6 separate regions of the Mus musculus genome follow, and regions 1, 2, 3, 5 and 6 are each linked to region 4. Evidence: chromatin contacts called from public HiChIP or PLAC-seq and promoter capture Hi-C data. All regions are on one chromosome and are shown on one strand. The core of a region is the stretch at or near the end of the contact, and the rest is flanking DNA. Distances in the headings are between cores, read along the strand shown.

The links. Promoter capture Hi-C pulls out the DNA fragments that hold promoters and counts their contacts. HiChIP or PLAC-seq counts read pairs in DNA pulled down with a chosen protein or histone mark.
Region 1: an H3K4me3 HiChIP or PLAC-seq map of forebrain shows a contact between it and region 4, with 3 times the contacts expected there. The contact joins the enhancer-like site here to the promoter of Cbx2 in region 4. A contact is called at or near these places in 2 of 484 Hi-C or Micro-C datasets (the N1E-115 cell line and cerebellar granule neurons) and 4 of 115 datasets of contacts at active chromatin or transcription factors (embryonic basal ganglia, embryonic forebrain, embryonic midbrain and 1 more).
Region 2: a contact with region 4 is called in an H3K27ac HiChIP or PLAC-seq map of extraembryonic endoderm stem cells, with 7 times the contacts expected there. The contact joins the promoter of Eif4a3 here to the promoter of Cbx2 in region 4. A contact is called at or near these places in 7 of 39 promoter capture datasets (the 3T3-L1 cell line, cranial neural crest, frontonasal cranial neural crest and 3 more), 2 of 484 Hi-C or Micro-C datasets (embryonic stem cells and rod photoreceptor), 9 of 115 datasets of contacts at active chromatin or transcription factors (craniofacial prominence, embryonic forebrain, embryonic limb bud and 5 more) and 1 of 9 other capture datasets (liver).
Region 3: a contact with region 4 is called in a FOXA1 HiChIP or PLAC-seq map of pancreatic cancer cells. The contact joins the promoter of Rnf213 here to the promoter of Cbx2 in region 4. A contact is called at or near these places in 1 of 39 promoter capture datasets (the C10 cell line), 5 of 484 Hi-C or Micro-C datasets (embryonic stem cells and myocytes), 2 of 115 datasets of contacts at active chromatin or transcription factors (embryonic stem cells and pancreatic cancer cells) and 1 of 9 other capture datasets (liver).
Region 5: a contact with region 4 is called in a promoter capture Hi-C map of pre-B cells, with 2.0 times the contacts expected there. The contact joins the enhancer-like site here to the promoter of Cbx2 in region 4. A contact is called at or near these places in 2 of 39 promoter capture datasets (hippocampal neurons and pre-B cells), 4 of 484 Hi-C or Micro-C datasets (embryonic stem cells and myocytes), 1 of 115 datasets of contacts at active chromatin or transcription factors (large pre-B cells) and 1 of 9 other capture datasets (liver).
Region 6: a contact with region 4 is called in a promoter capture Hi-C map of hippocampal neurons, with 3 times the contacts expected there. The contact joins the enhancer-like site here to the promoter of Cbx2 in region 4. A contact is called at or near these places in 3 of 39 promoter capture datasets (embryonic stem cells, hippocampal neurons and stem cell-derived epiblast-like cells), 3 of 484 Hi-C or Micro-C datasets (all in embryonic stem cells) and 5 of 115 datasets of contacts at active chromatin or transcription factors (embryonic forebrain, embryonic midbrain, embryonic stem cells and 2 more).

What each region holds. Positions count from the first base shown.
Region 1 is chr11:118,750,618-118,753,897 of GRCm38.p6, forward strand. All of the region lies in intron 2 of Rbfox3 (RNA binding protein, fox-1 homolog (C. elegans) 3), which reads right to left. Among named protein-coding and RNA genes, the nearest start is that of Gm11750, 33 kb to the right of the region's middle. Within about 2 kb of position 1,879, at least 17 of the 459 cell types and tissues checked have an H3K27ac peak or open chromatin away from gene starts, as enhancers often do. A contact at or near this core is called in cerebellar granule neurons and forebrain, where this site is marked.
Region 2 is chr11:119,298,180-119,301,775 of GRCm38.p6, forward strand. It overlaps Eif4a3 (eukaryotic translation initiation factor 4A3), which reads right to left and starts at 1,864. Exons shown (of 12, transcript NM_138669.1): 1 at 1,649-1,864. The coding sequence starts at 1,817.
Region 3 is chr11:119,388,754-119,392,029 of GRCm38.p6, forward strand. Rnf213 (ring finger protein 213) reads left to right here and starts at 1,346. Exons shown (of 68, transcript NM_001040005.3): 1 at 1,346-1,373. Mir1932 (microRNA 1932) reads left to right here and starts at 1,719; the gene lies at 1,719-1,808.
Region 4 is chr11:119,021,373-119,024,746 of GRCm38.p6, forward strand. It overlaps Cbx2 (chromobox 2), which reads left to right and starts at 1,649. Exons shown (of 5, transcript NM_007623.3): 1 at 1,649-1,808; 2 at 1,886-1,929; 3 at 2,803-2,868. The coding sequence starts at 1,737. It overlaps Gm35829 (a long non-coding RNA gene), which reads right to left and starts at 2,467. Exons shown (of 3, transcript XR_389218.4): 1 at 1,901-2,467.
Region 5 is chr11:119,418,276-119,421,717 of GRCm38.p6, forward strand. Rnf213 (ring finger protein 213) reads left to right here. Exons shown (of 68, transcript NM_001040005.3): 12 at 1-24; 13 at 898-953; 14 at 1,791-1,944; 15 at 3,039-3,203. Among named protein-coding and RNA genes, the nearest start is that of Mir1932, 30 kb to the left of the region's middle. Within about 2 kb of position 1,281, at least 56 of the 459 cell types and tissues checked have an H3K27ac peak or open chromatin away from gene starts, as enhancers often do. A contact at or near this core is called in pre-B cells, where this site is marked.
Region 6 is chr11:118,568,614-118,571,939 of GRCm38.p6, forward strand. The region is part of intron 4 of Rbfox3 (RNA binding protein, fox-1 homolog (C. elegans) 3); the gene reads right to left. Among named protein-coding and RNA genes, the nearest start is that of Engase, 93 kb to the left of the region's middle. Within about 2 kb of position 1,293, at least 37 of the 459 cell types and tissues checked have an H3K27ac peak or open chromatin away from gene starts, as enhancers often do. A contact at or near this core is called in hippocampal neurons, where this site is marked.

The DNA.
Region 1 (3,280 bases), core at 629-3,128, 270 kb before region 4:
ATATGTGTATGTATATATGAATTTCTTGGCAAATCTTCACACGTTGAATATATGTGTGTACATGAGTCTGTGGTAGTTATGTATATGTGAGTGTACATAAAGATATGTATGTGATATATAAGCATATATGAACATGTAGTGTATATATACTCAGGTATGTACACATATATTTATACACATGTCTTGGTGTAGTGGGACATGGGGAGGTGTGGACATTCAGGTTATTGCCTGAGTGGCTTGCATGGCTGCTTCAGGAGCTGTGGGAAGCTACCCAACGCACCTGCTGTCAGGTAGAGGCACCTGGCCAGCAGGCTTTCTTCCAAGTGTGGCCAGTTCAGAGCCAAGGCCAGTGGGAACAAGCGCCCCAGTGATGGCCGAGATGCAGCTACAGTAAGAGACACTTTGGTGGGTGGATGCCTAGACAAGGGCAGGGATAGGTAACGAAAGGCAGCCTGCTAGGAACTGCAGCCAAGCACTGAGGCCTGAGGGCAGGGAGCACGCCCACCTGCATGTCTGGTCTGCACCATCCTTCCGGGACCTGGCCGGCATCCACGCACATTGACTTCCTCAGGGTGGACTGCTGGCGTCCATCTGCCCCTCTGCCAGTGGCTTGGGCTCTGTGCCCAGGCGCCCCCACCTGCCTGGCACAGCAGGAGGCAGAAAGGATGGGAACCTGACCAGCTACCCATGCAGGTGGAATGGGTCTCTGTCGAGCAGGTCCAGTGAGCATGGGGGGCATGGCAGTGCTCCCAACAGGATAGTAATGTTGGAATTAAAGTTCCAGTAAGCCCATTTAAAAGACACACAAACCAGGTGTTTTATTTATAAACCACATGCTTACATTGGGCAGATCTAGGGCTGTTTTAACTTATTCCCCAGCTATAAAGCCCCTTGTTACTTGCTGCTTCTCCTGGCCATGTGGGTCTGGTTCATTGTAGCTTCCTCCTCTCTGTCCATCCTTTCTCCCCCTCTCCCTGAAACCTCCTCTCAAATCTACAGTCTCACCTTACTCCCTCACTGTCCAATCATAGGCTATAGCTTTTTATTGACCAGTTACATTGAGAAGAAGGTTCGCAAGGCATCTCTTGAGTATGAGAGTATCTGCTTGTCATCGGGGGCAACCACACCTTGAGGAACCAGTTTTAACTGTAAGATGCAAGCAGCATCCACTACAGGGTAGGGATAGACAAGAAGAATAAGGTGGTCCAGGCTGCAGGACAGAAGAGTCCCACAGGTGTACCAGCCGCATATTTGCAGTTTCCCAGGTCCTGGAGCCTCACAGAAGACTTCCGAGGCATCTGGGGTGGGGAGTGAGGCTCCCCAGATGCTAGGGCCCCTTGCCCACCTCAGGGACTTGCAGGCTACATTTTCCAATAAAATGCAAATCAGCAATTGCCTTACTGAAGAACTAGGGGGAAAAAATCAGTGTAAACAAAATCTCTGTTGCCATGGAGACCATTAAAAATAGACTGCCTGCCCTCCCCCTTCTTTCTGGGTAACGTGCTGCCGAGTTCCTTCACAACACATTATTATTACTTTTTAATTATGAATAATTTCCCCTTTTCCTTGCAAAGATGGATTAATGCACAGAATCCCCAATGTATGCCCCTCAGAATGGACCCATTCCAGCACGGGCACACTGGTGGGCACCATGTTTATGCACAGGGTGAAGGGAGACCTATCCATGCTCATTGCACCTGCTGCCTTCTTTCTCTTGGCCTCATGCCTGTGTGTCAGTCGGTCTGCTGTCTGCCTGTCTGTCTGCCAGCTGCTCCAGTTCAGGTTACAATCTGGAGAGTGCCAGAGCAAGCCAGGAGAGAGCCTCCGGGTAGCACTGTGTGGAAAGAGGCAGACCCAGAGGAGAGTGCCCCACCCCAGGGAAATCCCCTAGCATGTATGATCTCATACCATCTGGGCAGAGTGGGGTCCTGTGGCATGATGCTCAGGCCAGTGGCTCATTGTCAGCATCTGTGCTTTCAGCCCAGGCAGCTGCTAATCGCCTGTGGTTAGGAGGAGCCATTTAGCCACAGCCTGGCAGTGGGCTGAAGACAGCTAAGGTGGCCCTCAACTCCTCGAAGGCATGAGTGACAGCCACAGGAGAGAGAGGTCACTGTAGTCCCTTTGTCCCCAGAGGGTTCCCAACCACTGATCGGCCAGCTGCCTGCACACAGGCCAGCAGATGAGCAATGACTACCAAACTCAGGAATAGTGACTACCACTGCACAAACGAGATGGAACCTCATCCCACCCTCCCAGGGTGTGATTTCATCTCAGAATTCTGAGTCTTCCGGGTTCAAGTGGCTGCCCAGAGACAGCCCATCCTCTCTACCACCTCCACAACAGACATCAGCGCCCCATTGACCCGAGACCCCAGCCAATATTTCAGACCCCAAGGTGACCAGCTGAAGCCTAGCAAACTGGGGCAGGATCTCCATTGTTTTATATGCAGATATATTTCTAAAGAACCAATGCCTGGTGCAGGCGTGCTTGTCAGGGCCTAGAGACATCCTAACCCCAGGCTTGTGTCTGACCAGACCAAGGCCTTCTTACATTCTTGTGGCATATCTGGGTCATTATTGAGTGGAGGGGACCTGTGTGGCTTTGAGGCTGACCCCACTTGCTGTTGACAGGCTCTGTGAGTCCTAGAACCTGGAAGGTTTCAGTTCATCATACGTCACAACAACAACAGTAGGGAAAGAAGAGCCTCCTGGGTACCACAGTCCCATATACAATGTGGTTCAGTTATGACATCAGGCCTCCACACACGTGCAGACATGCATACAAGCATGCACAGACATATCTCATCACACACGCACACACACATGAGAGAGAGAGAGAGAAGGTTAAGAGGAAAGGGGAGCATTCTGACTCACGTGACAGCATACATACGTCTTGAAGATGTATTTGATGAAATGACTCCCAGAGATCCCTGAAGGGTCTCTCTCAGGACTCCTAGCTCGCAGAAACAGAAAGGAGGAGGAAGGGGGTGGATGGAGATGGGGAGGGGGATGGGAGCCAGAGAATCATTTGTTCTGGAACTGGATGGTGACAATTGTCACTTAACCCTGAGTTCATATGGTATCTTGAACTGAAGACATAACACTAGGTTTTATTATTAAATAGATTTTAACACAGTTATGAAATAAAAACCCATATTTGAGTGTACATAGGGCTGGAGGCCAGAAGGCAGCCTCATGTGTTGTTTCTCAGGACCATCTCCTTGGTTTTTGAGACAGGGTCTCCTCTTACTGCGACCTGGAGCTTGCCTATTAGACCACGT
Region 2 (3,596 bases), core at 614-3,113, 280 kb after region 4:
CTCGAGGCTCCAGAGTACTGAGCCTGCACAGGGGTGAGGTGAGATGCCCCGTGCTTGCCTGCAGGCAGCCCCATCCTAGGTACCTACCACCCCACCTGCTGGGCATTACCACCAGCAATGAGAACAGAATGAAGACTACACAAGGCTGTGCACCCTGTTAGTCCCAGCAGAGAGGCTGAGCAGGCGGATCTCTATGAATTCAAGGCCAGCTGGTCTACAGAGTGTTCCAGGACAGACAAGACTATGTAGAGACCTGTCTCAAAACAAACAACAACAAAAACACAAGTACTTTCCAAATAAGCAGACATAATTTATACAGAAAAGATGTTGTTGGTTTGCTTTGGTGTGTGTGGGGGTGGTGGGGGGGTGGTGAGGGGTTGTTCAAGATAGGGTTTCTCTAAGTAACAGAGCCCTGGCTATCTTGAACTCACTTTGTAGACTGACCTCTGTCTCCCAAGTGCTGGGATTAAAGCTGTGAGACTGGCTTGTTGTAGTTTATTTTTACACTCTTTTAAGATGTAGCTAGTGACACTTGCCAGCTCAACACAGGACTTGTAATGCTATTCTTGGCTGCCAACTTGCCTACATCTGGGATTACCGAAAACCCAAGCTGGGTATCATTAAAAATGGGAGGGACCAATCTTCCTGGTCTAGTGAGTTCCAGGGCAGCTAGGGCTAGGTAGAGACCCTACCTCAAAACAACAACAACAACAACAATCCTGGCTTGGTGTGGCACACCTTTAACCCCACCATCTGGGAGGCAGAGGCAGGGAATCTCTGAGTTTGAGGCCAGCCTGGTCTACAAAGAATTCCAGGACGGCCAGGGCTCCAAAGAGAAAGTCTCAAAAAAAAAAAGGAAAAAAGAAAAGGACAGAAACAAAAAGACAAAGCTCATTTGGCCTCCCTTAAATGCTCCTAAACACACACCAGCAGCATGACCGACCATTCACTCAAAAAAAAAAAAAAAAAAAAAAAATCCAGCTCCAACTCAACGACAACATCAGCATCTCTCTTCTACAGTCCGGCCATCACCCCCGCCTCCTCTTCTAACTCCAAATCCAGACACCAAGATAAACTTTCAAACTGTAAGCCCGATCCTGTCAATTTTGCTTAGAGCCCTGCAGTGGCTTCCAGCGGTATTTAGGAATGAATCTCAAAATCTTTACCCAGGCGTTTAAAACATGACAGGGGGTTCTTTTTCTGTTCCTGGCACAGGTCTGGCCATGGCTTCGAGAAGCCAGGGTCACCCTGGTGATTATGAACGCCTCTGGGAGCTCTCTCTCGGCTCTTTTAACTGTCCCCTACCAATCTACCTACTCTACCCAGCTGCTCATTCTCTTGTTTTCCCAATTCCCACCGCCTGAAGCACTTTGGCTTCGTGTTTTTCGCCTCCCTAGAAAGCTTTAAACTCCCTAAGGCGAGAACCCACCAGACTTAGAGCCGCGACTTCCCCATCAAAGCTCGGGGCACCTCGGGGGACACACATGGCGATCCGCTCGCTACACGAGCCACTGAAGAGCCTGGCTGACTGCAGCCCCGGGGGAGCAGGCCGGAGCTCTGGGGCGGAGCCGCTCGTCGCCGCCGGGCCTAACCCCGTCCTACCGGGGCCCGGCCCCCAACCTCCCCCGCCTCGAGGCCCGCGCCCCACCGTAGGCGTAGATGCCGCGCAGCAGGTCCTCTCGCAGGCCCATGGTGTCGAACGTGGGGGTCACGTCCACCTCCTCGCTCGTCTCGAACTCCACTTTGGTCATGTCCTCCTCTTTGAGCAGCCGCTTCCGCGCCGAGCCAGACGTCGCCATCGTGGCGTTAGCCGCCATGATCCGGATTCCGCAGAAAGACAACTGCAAGCCGCGGCGGGAACCGGATGTAAGGCGCGCGCCGCCGGCCCGGTCGGGAGGAAGTGACGCGCCGCAGCGCCGCGGAAGAGCGTCAAGAGGGGCGGAAGGCACGGCGCTCCAGGTCTCGCGATATTCCGCGCTCCGCGGGATTCGGCGAGAGGCTGGGCTTGCCGTCGCTAAGCGCCTGCGGCTCTCCGTACTCTCGGCTCCTTGGATGTCCGCAGCCGGCTCGGGATAGGGATGTGGGTCTCTGGGAGGAGCAAGACGGACGCCAGGGTGTCCCCGAGGGTACGGGGCAAGGGAAGATGGCACCGCCCGATGGGCTCCGCGCTCCTTCGCAGCTGACTGCGTTGCCATGGCAACCGCAGCGCTAAGCGGCGGGAGAATCAAGCTGCTCGCCCGGGGTGGCTGGGGAAATCAGTGGGGACCGAGGGGAGAGCAGGGGCCGCCTAAGCTGCCATCACATCTGAGAATCCTTCAGAGCCGCTGACCCCAGTCACTCTGAAGAATCCTGATTTTCAACGTAGGCTCCACAAGGGCTTTGCTCCTTACTGGGGCACGTCTGTCTGTCTGTTTTGTTTGTTTCTGAGGGTGGATCGAGCCGTACCCCGAGTTCTAGCAAACATTCATTTGCACTTGGCCTCTTTCCTTTTTTCTGCTTTTGAGGAAAGATGACTAAATCGTTAAGAGCCGTTACTCCTCTTCCAGGGAACCTTGTTATGCTCCAGCGCTTAGACCGTGTGACTCACAACAGCCTGTCTTCCCCAGCTCCAAGCGATCCAGTACTTCTGGCCTCTGTGGGGGCCACACTCACACAAACACACACTAACACAAATCTTTTAAAGCTACTATAAGAAACCTCATTTTGTGTAGATATGTTTCGTTATAACCAGATTATCTTTTCATGGAGAAGTTGTGGGTTGCAGTATGTCCGCCCAAAAATAAATAAATAAATAAATAAATAAATAAAACAAGTTATCACCTCCTTCCCTAGAGAGCTCTGCTCTTGCTCTGGTATCAGGATTTGTCCAGACCAGGTAAACGATTGAAGACACAGAGCTGGCCACCCTTCTGGGACTAAACAACTGAGTTCCAAGTTCTCTTGCCTTCTCACTCCACAAGGATTTATTCCTGGTGCTCATGCAGTTTGGCAAGCCTGACTTTAAGGGTGGTTTTGCAATCTCTGCTGTAAAGTACACGTGGATTTTAATGACCTCCTAAGAAAAGAATGGAAAGTCTCCATTTCATACTGCCTGTTGAAATGAGTCTAATTATAGTTTGGGGATACTGTTTAAAATGCAGCTTAATTGCACTGTTTGTTACTTCATCAGATGTAACAACTAAAAAGGGCTTTATTGTGTTCCTATTGGGCCACTCTGCTCACATATCTTTGCCTATTGTGTCTGCGTATATTTGTGTATGTTCCTATGGTATGTGTGAGGGGGCAGACCCGTGCTACAGATGCAGATGCAGAGGTCGGGGGACAAATGTGGAGAGTGTGTTCTTTTCTCCCACCTTTAGTGAATTCCAGGATCAAACTCACTGGGGTCATCCCTTAACACAAGCTGTCTTCCCACCTTGCTGTAATTTCTTAGAGTACCCAAGTGATTTGAAGACCTTGGTTTTCTGTAAATCAGTAAGCAGCTGTAATCTATCAGTTATGAACAGTATGCCTTTGTCACTTGCCTTGTTAAAAGTATCTGGTCGACTTGGTTACATTGTATTTTATGCATAAATATCCACGTAAAAGCAACAGTC
Region 3 (3,276 bases), core at 96-2,595, 370 kb after region 4:
ATCTGGATCTGAAAGCAGAGAGTATACTGGGCGTGGAATGGGCTTTTAAAACCTCAAAGCTGCCCCCAGTGACAAACCTCCTGTGGAAAAGGCCACACCTCCTACTTCTTCCCAAACAGTTCAATCAACAGGGGACCAAGTATTTGGACATATCAGCCCATGGAAGCCATTCTCACTCAACCCCACCACCCCCAGAGGAGGGAGGGAACCCATTAAGTGTAAAGAATGACCATAAGGAACAAACTAAGCCACAGGCGGTTCCAGAAGACTGTCTTTGGAGCTCCACTTGCATGCTGTGGCTCTAATACAACAACATAAATAAGTGCAATTAAAAAAAAAACTTTAAAAATCTGGGAAGATGAGGGTCTGGCCCCGAGGTGCATAGGAGGAAGACTTTGAGAGAGCTGCATGGAGGTTTGGGAACCGAGATCAGTTGGTACAGTGCTTGCTGAGCATCCAGAAGCCCTGGGTTCCATTCCAACATAAGACCAGCCATGGTGGTATGCACATGTAGCCCCAGCCCTTAAAACACAGGCAGGAAGTCGGGCGTGGTGGCGCACACCCTTAATCCCAGCACTCGGGAGGCAGAGGTAGGCAGATTTCTGAGTTCGAGGCCAGCCTGGTCTACAAAGTGAGTTCCAGGACAGCCAGAGAAACCCTGTCTCAAAAAACCAAACCAAATCAAACCCAAACCAACCAACCAACCAAACAAAAAGACACAGGTAGGAGGATCAGAAGTCCAGGGCCATCCTCAGATACTGTGGTACTTTAAACAAGAATGGCTCCCATAGGCTCAAGATATTTGAGTGCTTGGTCTCCCCACACTTGCTAATACTTAGTTAAAAAGCTTTGGGGGCAAAGGACATGACTGAGACTCACAGATGAGAAAGTGCAAGCACACAGTGTGGCCGTCCACTAGCAATGACTACTGCTAGCGGCTTTTGGTGGACTTCGATGTGATGGGTTGCCATCACTTCTTTGCCATCACTCTACTTTGCATGCACGCAACCTGTAGGTGAACACTCTTGCTGTCCTCCAGGTCCTTCTGTGGGTGGCTTCAGCTTGGCTAAATCCTGGATACTGTCCAAGGTGCTGGATGTCTGGGGCTAGAGGTTTGAACCTATCAATGGTCACCCATTCAGGGCGGTCCGTCCTGGTTGGGGGAGAATGTGCAACCCTGGTGCAAGAGCCAGTGAGATTTCGAAGGCCGTGGGCACGCAGCGGCTGTAGTCGCTCTGGACAAGCGAGCTAGGCCGGCGCCACCAGGCGGGGAATTCCAGCAAGGCTGTGCGCCAAGGAGGCGGAGGGGCGGCGCCGGCCCCGTGACCCCTCATCGAAGCGCGCCAGTCCGCGCGGGCGCATGGGCACTGCAGGTGCGAGCGAGGGGCTTCGGGGTTCCAGGATCTGGTGCTGGGCTAGGAGCGGGATGCAAGTCCAGGGGCAGTGACGCGAGGCCTAGGGTGCGGGATGTGGGTCTCAGGGACGCGCAGGGACCGGGGTGCAAGGTCCCGTTGGGCAGGGCGCGGGTGTTTCGGGCCAAGGGTCCACGGGGCGACATGCGGAGCTCTGGATGCTGTTTCATTGGGTGCCGGTCCTGCTAGGGAAGAGTGGGCCGGCGGCTCATGGCCCCTGTGGTCACAGTCCCTGAATGGTGCCTGCGTCCTGATGCGCCGGCGCCCAGCGGCCACTTCCTTCATGTTCCAAGTTTCGGTTTCACTGCAGGCAGCCGGTCCAGCCTGGCCCTGAGTCTCCGACCCCATTAACTCTCGGGTTGCGGACAGCGCTAGGTCGGCCCTGCTCCCCAGCAACACCCAGGAAGGTCGGGGACCCCCAACCTACACAACCCCGTGTCCTCGCGTAAAGCGGTCCCAGGCTCCGCCCCGGAATCTGCTCTCACCAACTGCAGCAGAACTTTTGCGAGCCAGATGTCTGCCCTCACCAACTGAAGCCAGAACTTTTTCGTGCCAGGCGTCTGTGCCCAGGGCGCTGATCTTACCTAGGTCAAAGCCGGGAGCCTCCCCTGTCCCCGAAGCTGCAGCGAGAGGTGCGCTCGCTCGCAATGGGCTAGCCCAAACCCATCTGCTTTTTTCTTAGTCTAGCCCGGGCGGGGGGTGGAGGGGAGGCACGGGAAGGGTCCTCTAGCTGGTGGAAAGGAGAGGCGGTGCCGCTGGCCGCTCACTTGTGCAAGGCTGCCTCTAGTCCGGGCTTCGCAGTTTCCAGGGGGGGAGGCACGGGAAGGGTCCTCTAGCTGGTGGAAAGGAGAGGCGGTGCCGCTGGCCGCTTACTTGTGCAAGGCTGCCTCTAGTCCAGGCTTCTCAGTTTCCTGAGCAGCACTAGAGAACTGACTTAGGTGGTGTTGGCTTTGGGCACACCAACCGAAAATTGTAGTAGGAGATAACCTGCCACCCCGTGGTGTGTTTCAGTTTGTTCTGTGAGACTCATGGTTTGAGAAGCAGAACTTTCTTTCTCCTCCTCCGCCCCCCCATTTTGTTTTTGTTATTGTTGTTTGTTTGTTTGTTTTTTTGGCCTTCAAGACCCGGTTTCTTTATAGCCCCTGCCTGACGTGGAACTCACTCTGTAGACCAGGCTGGCCTCGAACTCACAGATCTGTCCTGCTCGGCCTCCCCAGATTAAAGGCATGCACCACCACTACCCACGAAAAGCAGAGCTTTCTTAAAAGAAATTTACATCTCTCAAGAGAGGACAGAGGGCTGAGGCAGACCACACTTTTACCTGAGAAAGCACTTGTTCAATGCCACCACCTTGTCTAGCTCCCAACCTTCATGAAGCCTGTGACCCCAGTTCTCAGCCTCTGCCCTTTCCTGTAGCTCCTGTTTGCTAGAAAGCCTCCAGTCCCAACTCCCATTCTTAACCATTCTTAGTTTGTGGGTTGCCCACAAAGGATACATAGTTACTCTTGTGTTTCCCGCAGTTTGTGGGTTGCCCACAAAGGATACATAGTTACTCTTGTGTTTCCCGCCCCCTGCTTGCTTGTTTTGGTTTTAAGAAGTTCTTTGGAGCCCTGCCTGGCCTTGAATTCCTTATCTTCTGCCTTCACCTTTCAAGTGCTGGGGTTACCAGCATGGGATTCTCTGCCGGGTTTTTGGTAGCCCTCCTCTCCCACGTCTATGTAGCTTATAGCCCAGCCAGAGAGTCTGGAAGTGCAGAGGGGAAGGCAGGACCTAAGTGGTGGAGTTATTAAAGGTGTGCGTGAGAGGGAGGTGCCATGACCAGAGGGACGGATCTAGGGGTCTTTGAGGGGAGGCATAGTAAGGA
Region 4 (3,374 bases), core at 399-2,898:
AGATGTGAGTCAGAGATGCCACAAATTCTGAATCACGCCTTGGCTGCATTGATAATGGCTCCGTTCCAGTCAAGTCTGTTGTATCTGTTTCTCCAAATTAATTATTTTAACTACTCTCTCCCCCAACTAGGTTTTCATGGTTGGACAGATAAGATATATGACAGACATATTTCAGGTAAAGAGACTTATTTTTTTCCAATGTGTTCATATTAGGTTCTTGGCTACTTCTCGCCAAACAAGAAAGAACTGTATTTTTAAAGTTCTTTGCTCTTAAAAAATAAGTAAGCAACTGTGTTGGTATACCCTGTTCCAGAAAGGGAATAGTGGGCAGATTCTAACAGTAAATGTGACACCCCATAGAATCCCGAAGCGCAAGCAGCAGTTGAAATGGATCCAGCTATTTATAGGATTACAATAAGCACACCTTTGTACAGCGCAACCATTTACTGCCCAGCTGATCTGAACAGGGACAAAAAGAGCTGTCTGGGAGACTTCAGCGGCTCTCTTCCCCCTTGCTTCATCCACTACTGCACCAAGCACCTAAATGAGCAATCATTGCGCTCTCAAGAAGGAAAAAAGAAGGAAAAAAAATGTCTCTTTCCCTGCCCCCTCTGCAAACAGCTGCGAGCTCTTTCCAAAGCAGATTTAACCAACCAACTAAACTGAAGAATACCCTAAAACCCAGTGGTTTCCCGATATTCGTTTCTTAGGGCAGAAAGCTTTACAACCAAAAGATATTACTCCTTCATAAATAGGTTCACGGTTACGTGAAGACAAGGTCCTACAAAGGTGTGACTTTGGATTCGCAGCCTGTTCAAGAAAGAGGCAAAACCAGAAAGCGAATTTTCATTGGATTCTGCTTTATTAAATGAGAGAACGCTTCTTTCATCATGTGCTTGACTCGCTTCAAAACTTACAAAGGAGACTGTTCAACGGAATTTATGTCTGAGCGGGAAAATAAATGGGTAGGGCGCCTAAGCCATGGCGACCTGGGAGGACCGGGGCCACCCCTGGAAATTGATCCAAAGGACTTTACTAGCAGAGCTAGCAAGCAGTGACAAGAATCCAGTTACACCCAAGTCTGCACACCGATCCCTCTGGCCCACGTCGACGTCACCAAAATCGTGAAATAAACTAAGAAAAAAATCAAGTTGGTTGTGTCCCCACGCGCGTACTAAAAGTCGGGGAACTAGGTCCCATTTTCACAACTCTTTAGTTAAGAGTTCGGAGTTCAGTCTTCTTCCAGTGACCTGAATTTTTCATCTACAACCTTAAGTAGAGTTTCGAGGCTCCTTTTTCGGTGTCCCCTCCCGAACCCCGTACTTTTCCACTCTTTTTGTACCCCTGACTGGTAGAGGACTAGTGGGGAGCAGCGCCCCTCACTGGCGGGGGCAAGAAGCGCCGCGTGCTCCCCGCTTCGCCGCCCTCTGGCCAAACAATAGCTTTCCGCAGGGACCTGCGATCCGGAGCGGCCGGACCCCAGGATTCCCGGAGCACGCAGCCTCCCGACACAGTGCAGAGAGCGCCCAACCCCACGGACTGGTCCCCGCCGCGGCTACCACGAACAATGCGCGCCCCGCCCCGCGCGCCCGGCGCGCCTATTGGCCCGGCGGCTGCGGGTAGAGCAGCGCGGGCGACTCCGGCGCGCGTGCGCGGGGCGGGGCGCGGCGGGGGCGGCGCTTTGTGTGCAGCAGTGAGCCGGGGTCTGCGGGGCGCGGGCCGCGGCGGGCGGCGGCATGGAGGAGCTGAGCAGCGTGGGCGAGCAGGTCTTCGCCGCCGAGTGCATCCTGAGCAAGCGGCTCCGCAAGGTGCGTGAGCCCCCGCCCGCTCCCCGCGTGCGCCTGGCGCTCTGCGGGGCTAACCGCCCGCTCTTATCTCTCCGCAGGGCAAGCTGGAGTACCTGGTCAAGTGGCGCGGCTGGTCCTCCAAGTGAGTCTCCGGTGCGCGGCCGCCTTCCCGCGCGCGCCTCCCGGCCTGGGTGGGAACCCTCGCATCGCAGGCCCGGGCGGGAAGTCCTGTGCCTCGGGACCCAGAGGACTCTGGCCGACTGGCGCTGCCCTTTGTTTACGAGCCCACGGGGAGCGAGCAGGGCGGCCTCCAGCCCCGAGTCCCTGGAGCCCGGCCCGCCTCCGCGCCGCGCGCTTCTGGCGCCCATTTGTTGCATGCGCCCCCGCCCAGGAGCTGGCCGCGGCTGGCGCGGGACGCGGGCCCCCTCCCCTTGCCCAAGTTATCCTGCTGTAACCTGAGCTTCCTACTGGTGGGAGGGCTCCCCCACCTACTCCTACCCCCGGCCCGAGCTTGCTTTCTTCTCAATGAGGGACGGGGACCCGGCCTTCTCCGGAAAGGGCTTCCTTTGTAGCTGCCCCGCCACCCTCCTTCCTGAGCCCCATCCCCTCCAGATACCACTCCCCAAACCCGGTGCCCTGCCCGCGCTCTCGGTGGTATCCTCCACTTTGTTCCGTCTGTGCCCCCCGGCTCCCCCTCCCCTACCTGCCTTCCCTCCCCTCCCTGGCTCCGGGCCAGGCCCAGGGGATTCCCTCGGCAGCTTTGCTCTTTGTTGGGGTTTGTTTTCCTCCCAGTGTAGACTGTCGAGTCCTCTCCTGGCCTGCTGGGGTTTGAGGTGGCAGTTTGCCTGTGGGTTTGAGGCTGGGATGCTAACTAACTTTAAGGACTTCTAAGACCTCAGAGGACAGCCTCTGCCGCAGTGCCCCTTGTCCCAGCGGGGCTGTGGGAGCTGTCCCCGGCAGCCCACCTGGATGCTGCTCACCAGCCCGCCCACCCCCCTTTGCTTTGCTTTTCCAGACACAACAGCTGGGAGCCAGAAGAGAACATTTTGGACCCGAGGCTGCTCCTAGCCTTCCAGAAGAAGTGAGAACTCTGGAGGAGGGGAGAGTTGGGTGGAATTGGCTGGTGACACAGTGGCCTGGGGCTGTGGTGTGGGGAAGCCTGTGGTGGAGCACTTTAAGGCCTCACAGACAGCCTCTGGTTTCTCTTGGCCTTTTCTGTGGAGTAGCTTTTGGTCGGCACTAATAGCACTTGAAGCTGGAAGCTTGTTGTAAAAAGCACACCTCTGCCCCTGCCACGGTGTGCGTGTGCCATGGTGCAGGAGAGGGAGGGCCCAGAGTGCAAAGTCATGTGTTTGATGTTTTGCCCAAGCCTTGAAAGTGCTGAGGTCACTTCTGTAATTACAGTTCTTACGTCCCGCCTCGGGGTGGGGGGGGGGGCACGACTCATTGAGATAAGGATCCTGTGAGATGGTGTTGGGAAGGGCATGTTGGGCTGGGGGACAGGGAGGTGGGTTTCACCGGCACCTTCCCTCTGCAATGCCTCTGTCCATAAAGCAGATGAATGTCTGCTCAGAAACCTCCCCAGCT
Region 5 (3,442 bases), core at 31-2,530, 400 kb after region 4:
ATCTCAAACCAGAACATGAAGAAGGTGTGTTGTGGGGACAGGTTAGCAAGTGCTGGCTTAGGAAGAACAGGTTAACTGCCACAGGGCGGGGAGCACTCAGTGTTAGAGCAAAAGCCCGAGTCTCATCCTCAGCACCACAAGCCCAAGGAAAGAGAGGTGAGTGAGGGAGGAGTGAAAACACACACACACACACACACACACACACGAGAGGGGTGGGGTGGGGGTGGTGGTGGCGTGTAGATTTAGTCAGATGTAATGACGTTGGTTCTGCTAGGTGTGGTGATGTTTCCTGTGGGCAAAGGCTAGTTTGCCTGAGTTTATCAATAGCTTTTTCAACTTCTATCTTAATTTCTTTAAACAGCTGTGCTTGGTGGAACTCTAAGGCAGGGTGGGTGTGACCTGAGACACACAGAGAACATGGATCTATCAGGCTGGGTGATGGTCCATTTGGTAAAGTGCCTGCCTGCCACACAAGCTTGAGGATCTGAATGAATGGAACCACACTGACTCCCAGCACACTGTGGCCTGCACTTACAGGGGCCAGATCCTTGCTTACTGTCCAGCCACTTAACTGGTGATTTCCAAGCCAATGAGAGATGCTGTCTCAGAAGCAAATGGATGGCTTCTGAGCAAACACAGTCTACTACACACGTGTGAAAACACACACACACACACACACACACACACACACACACACACACACACACACACACACACAGGTATGCTCAGAAGACAGAAAGCCTTGTGATTTTGTATTGTGACTTTACTAATGTGAGGCAGAAGCGTAGCTGTTTGGAATCAGTGCTCTGTGTGTCCAGAGGCCTTTCTTTTCTTGGCTCAATCTCCACAAACACAGCCACGTCAAGATTACATCCTCCCTTCTCTTCACTGTCTTAGGATGTCGAGAACGTCTTTAAAATGCTGATGCACCTTGTGGACATTTATCAGCACAGGTAAGTAGAGAGGCCAAAGGCAGCTTTGTTTTCCACACAGCTCTGGGAGGAATGGTGGCTGTCCCTGCTGGCCACAGCTTCCTGCACACATGCTGCCTCACTGGGGAGATTGCAAACCAACACCACGCTTTCCAAGCCATGAAGCGCTGTGTGTCCAGCTCTGGCTGATCAAGGTTTGCCCCTGCTCCATTTGCTGTGTGTCCCTTCACGGTACTTCCCGAGTCCTGGCTTCCATCTGGAGGCAATCAGGCGTTTGGAGAAGTCAAACGTGATCGTATGACTTCCTGTTCCCCTGGCTCTGACCAGGAGCCGAGCACAGGCAGTTGGAGGAAGGGTGAGTTCTCTCTCACTGTTTGAGGGCTACAGTCCACACCGGTGGGGAAGCCCTGTCAGGGGAGCAGGAAGCAGGTCTCGAGCTGCATCTGAAGTCAGGAAGTGGGGAGAGACCAGTGCTGATGGTCAGATCTTTTTCTGCCTTGACTTCAGCCTGCAGCTGCCATGAGTTGGAGTCACAGACATTTGTTCTGTGGGGACCCAGACTTTAAGTCCTCCGATAGTACAGCAAGTGCTTTTGACTACTGAGCCCTTTCTCCAGCCTCCACCCCCTTTTTCTTTTGCAAACTGAGGATTGAAACCCAGCATGTCAGGCATGCTGAGTAGTTAAACCCCTGCTTGCCCCGTGTGCAAACACACTCAGTAAACACGAACCAGCACGTGTAGGCCAGGAGACACCCCACACAGAGGACCCGCTCTTTTTAATTTAACCTTTTTCTTCCCCTCTTCGCTATTCTCATTTCTCACCTATTTCAATGATTTCTCTGTACTTTTTTTGGGTAGGATCTTTGGGGAGAACCTGCTACAGATCTACTTGACTGAGTGTTTGACCCTCCATGAAACTGTCTGCAACATCACAGCTAACCACCAGTTCTTTGAGATTCCTGCCCTGTCTGCTGAGCTTATCTGTAAACTGCTTGAGCTCAGTCCTCCAGGGGTGAGTGGGACTTGTTCGTCTGACACTGTATTGGAGGCGTAGGCTTCCGGTAACCTCAATTTGAAAGGGAATCCGAGCTGATTCAGCCATGAGGGAGTTGACTGAGGCTCTCTGTTCCAGCTGAGCTCTCTCTGGGCTGGAGGCAGTTCTGGGGCTTGGGTTGGAGGGAGGGAGGGAGGTGGTAGGCCAGGCTTCTGATGTCCAAGGGCAAGCTAAAGAGCAGAACCCCACTGTTAACTGGGTACTTCTTTCCCACTGTTGACAGAACACACTGGGGACCATCCTACCCTGAGCACAGGTCCACTCCTTGTTTTCCCCTTGGGAACTTTAAGTTAAACTGAAGAGCAAAATTGGTGTCCCTAGAGGTGGCCCAGTACACCTGCACCTTCACCAGCTTGCAGTCCTTTGTGCTTGCCGGAGAGAGCTGCATTCCGTGGCTGCCTCGTCAGATCTTCCTACCTCTCTTTGAACTTGATTTTTTTTTTTTTTTTTTTTTTTGGTTTTTTGAGACAGGGTTTCTCTGTGTAGCCCTGGCTGTTCTGGAACTCACTCTGTAGACTAGGCTGGCCTCGAACTCAGAAGTCCACCTGCCTCTGCTGGGCGCCACCACGCCCGGCTTCTGAACTTGATTCTTCTTGTCACCTTCAGTTGCCTTGTGCAGCTGAGATAGTGTTCTCTCATTGTTGTGGGTCACTCCCCCACCTGAGTCTGTGCGCCTCCATTTGGAAATGCTAGCGGACTTTTTCACTGTCTTTTCACTGACTTTCTTCACAAACACAACTCTGACTTTATCGATGGGAGATAGATAGTTAAATGTATATTTTAATGTTATTCCTTTTAGTTTTTCTTTACAAAATTTATACTGCGTGTATGTATGCATGTATGTGCATTTGCATGTGCACGCATGAGTGTATGTGAGAAAGACCCAGACAGAGACAGAGACACAGAGCCCACACCATGGTCTGGGTCTGGAAGTCAGGACTACTTGTAAGAGTCAATTTTCTCCTTCCATCCTATGGGTTCTGGGGATCAGACTCAGGTCTTCTGGATCGATGGTGACTATAGATTTTGTAATCCCTCTCTTGTGTCTACAGCATACTGACGAGGGGCTGCCCGAAAAATCTTACGAAGACTTGGTGACAAGCACCCTTCAGGAGGCCCTGGCCACCACGAGAAACTGGCTGCGCAGCTTGTTTAAAAGTCGCATGCTCTCCATTAGCTCAGCCTATGTCCGACTTACCTATTCTGAAGAGATGGCGGTAAGCCTTCCCGGGAGCTACAAAGCTGCCAAAGGCATATAGGTGTGGACATAGGGGACTGGGGACCATCCCTACTGATCAAGGGCTGTGATCATGGCCTGAACTCTAGCCAGGGAGTTCCTTCTGTAAAGAAGGGACCTTGACAACCCATGGCCTGATGGGAAGTGATGCTGGGCCTGGCTGGTCCCTTTGCTGTGAGGTGATGGAGATACAGTGTCAGGAATGCTGCTTACAGCTGG
Region 6 (3,326 bases), core at 43-2,542, 450 kb before region 4:
GGTAGCCCCAAGAGCATGGGGAGACAGGCCAGAGGTGTGGGCAGCCCTGGTGGGTGAGGCCAGAGTACTGCAGCCTCAGGACAGCTGTGGCCAAGCTGGCACCCAGAATCTTAACCTGGAGGGCCTGAGGGAGCCCAGGGAATCCCCTTTCTCTCCCTAGTGCAGGCCTGGCGCCCCCACCCCCCCATCCCGCACGGATTCCGCATTGGGTGGGATCGCAGGACCCCGCCCCCTGCGCCTCTGGCCAGCTGGCAGGCGGAAGCTGAGACTCTGCGCGCACCTCCCTAGGGGGCATCCTGGGGATGTAGGGGCTCCTAACCGCATGGTTTACTGTCCCTAAAAGCCTGCCAGCCTGAGATTCCTGCCCAGTAGACTGAAAAAGTCCAGCACAAGCCCCCTCCTGAGTCTGAGCTTCAAGGCCTAGCTTCTCTGTCCCACAGGCAGGTGGCCTGCCTCCCCAGAGGCCCGGTGCGCGGTCCGCGCTGCAGCACAGCCGTGCTCCCCAGCCGCCACCTCCCCGCGGCCCCTGGGCTTGCGCGACTCGGCCGAGAAAGGAGCCTGGCTACCCGTCTCCGAGTCCTCCGCGTCTCGGCACGAAGTTCCCCAAAGTAACCGGGTGTCCAGAACCCCTGCATCCTACCTTTGGGCTTCCCCCGAGACTCCGCCCGCCGCCCCCTCCCGCGCCTTTGAAAAAGTTGCGAGCGAAGCCCCAAACTACAGTCAGCCCCCCGACCCGGTACCGCTCGCGCCCCAGGCGCCCCCACGCTCCTCTGCCACTCAGGGGCGCAGTTCCCCCAACCCCAGCCCGGGCGCCATGACGCGAGGAGAGTCGCGGGGCCACCAGCGGCGGCGCGGAGGCGGCCAAGTGCGGGGCGTGGGCGGCGGCGCGGGGCGCACGTGCGCGGGACCGGGGGGCGCTCGGGCCGGGGGCGCTTACCTGTTGGAGGTAGAGGAAAGCGGGCGGGCATGGCACGGAGTGCGGGAGCATGCTGCCGGAGTTGGACAGCAGGAGGCAGCCCGAGTTCGCCATGGAGCACAGCATGGGGCGTCAGGGGGGCGCCCGGCGGCCGAGGCGGCTCTGCGCTCGCTGCGTCCCTCGGTGTGTGCGCGCGCCCTGCCTCCCGGGCGCCCTCCCGGTCTCTCCTCCTCCGGGCCTCCCCTCCCCCGCTTGGCGCTCGTTAGGAGGGAGGCATGGAAAGGGGAGCGGCGCGCCTCTGCCAGGGGCTGCCCCTGTCCGGGGCGGGGAGGCTTGAGAGCGCGCGCGAGAAGATGGAAAGAGGATGGATGCGCTGCGCGAGAGGATGGATGCGGGGAGAGGGGAGCCAGTCACTTTGGAGCCACCGGAGCCCTGTCTGCAAAGAGTGGTGCGTGTGCGTGTGTGAGTGTGCGCGTGTGCGCGCGTGTGTAGCGGTGGGAGGGGGAGTCCCTGGCGTACTCCAACATCAAACGGAGCCCCGCGCTTGGGGGAGAGAACCCGGCCTACGGCACCACTGCCGGTCCCGCACTTAACCCCTCGCCCGCCGTCCTGCGCCGGGCCGCTAGCCCTAGAACCCCTCCCGCGGGCCCTGCGCTCCCCTCCTCTGCCGGCGCGCAGCCTCTGCTCCCGGCGGCGGTAGGGTCTGGGACCTCCGTTGGCCCCCGATGGTCTAGGCTGCGGTGGAGAGGACAGTCTCTGCGGCCCACCGACCGGAAGGCGCTCGTTCTGCCTGCTTCAGAGAAGCGCCTCTCCTGAGGGAGGCCGGCTCCGCGGCGGGGAAGTCGGTGATGTAATGAGGGCATCTACGCAGAGGCTTCCGTGCTGGGAAGGCTTTTCCAGCTGCTCAGTGCCCAGAAGCCCAGCCAGAGCCCTCCGAGAGTCTCTCTTGCCCCTCTGTTGGCCTCTAGGCCCCATGAGACACCTCAACAGCCTGCCGCAGGCTTAGAATCCTGTGGATACTTAATATGGGGGTGGGCAACGAGGAACAGTGGCCATCGGGTACCCTTCCTGCCCCATCGTCAAATGTGCTGAATTTGGTGTGCACACTCCAGGCCTCAGAGATCACAGCACCCACTTTTTGGCTTCAGGCAGTGCTGGACAGAGGCCTTGGTTTGCCCCTCATAGCACCACTGCAGCCTGCCCGCATACACCCGCAGCTTTACAGCCACACACATCCGGGCCTGCGCCCCTCACATTCAGTTTTACCAAGACAAGCCACAGGTGAGCCCAGCTCCGAGTGAACTGTCTCCCACTGCCACTGTGAGAGGCAGCCCCAGGGGGCACGTGCACAGCCTCGCAGCCTACTGACATATACCACGTCCAAGAAGGGGCACCGCCAGGTACCACGTACAGCGGCTGTGGAACTCGGCTGCTGTGGAACTCAACAGCTTTACCCAGGCTCTGCCCTTGGAAGATGACTGGCTTGCTAGTTTACATGGGGTCCTCTAAAATGTTGTGTGAGCTCACTGAAGTTGTTTGTTGTCCCTGGGCTTCCCCCCCCCCCCTTTCAGACTTAGAGGTCAGGTCGGTTGATTATCGCCCCTACTGTGTAGCACATGGAGGACCGGTGTCAGAAGATGCATGGCTGAGTGTGGTCTCCCTCCAGGCACTGCCTGGGAAGTGACATTGCACAACTTGGATGGCCTCTTGTCAGGCATCCCTGACCCCCACACTCACTGCTACACACCCTGCAATTGACCTTCCCCTGAGAAGGAAGACTGGGAGGAGAGTAGCCAGGCAGCAGAGAGACCAGAGACAGGCAGCTGGTGGCTTACATTCACCTCCCCTTTCTCTTGCATTTCTCTGGAATGCTTTTGGGGTAGCTTAGGCGGAATGTGGGTTATGGACGTTCTCAGGCCACTTTTGTCTTCGTCAAGGGATAGGTCACTGTTTTGATCTCCCAGGCCTGGATAGTGGCAGGATAGCCTCAGCACCAAGGACTGGCACCTCTAGGGCATGATGCTTACAGCCACTTCTGTGAGCTGAGACCTTGGAGGCTGCCCCGCTGCTGATGCAGTGCCTAGAGTGGGTTTGGCTATTTCAGGACGATATACCAGTCCCCCTCCTGTTTCCACAGCCTGCTGTTTTACTGTCCTGTTTTACACCTGTCTGTCCTCTCAGAGTGGCTTTCAGTCAGCACTCCCTGCCCAGCAGGGAACTTGGGCAGCCAGGAGGGTTCACCCAGCGCTCCAGGCAGACCACCATGCAGCCACTGTCTGGGGAAGGAGCTATTGAACTAAATCATCTTTCCTGGAGTGAGCTCACGGTCTAGTGTGGAACCCAAATCTGCAGCCCAACAGCCACGAACACCAGGCCAGGGAAGCCTCCGCCTCCACCAGCCAGCCCACCA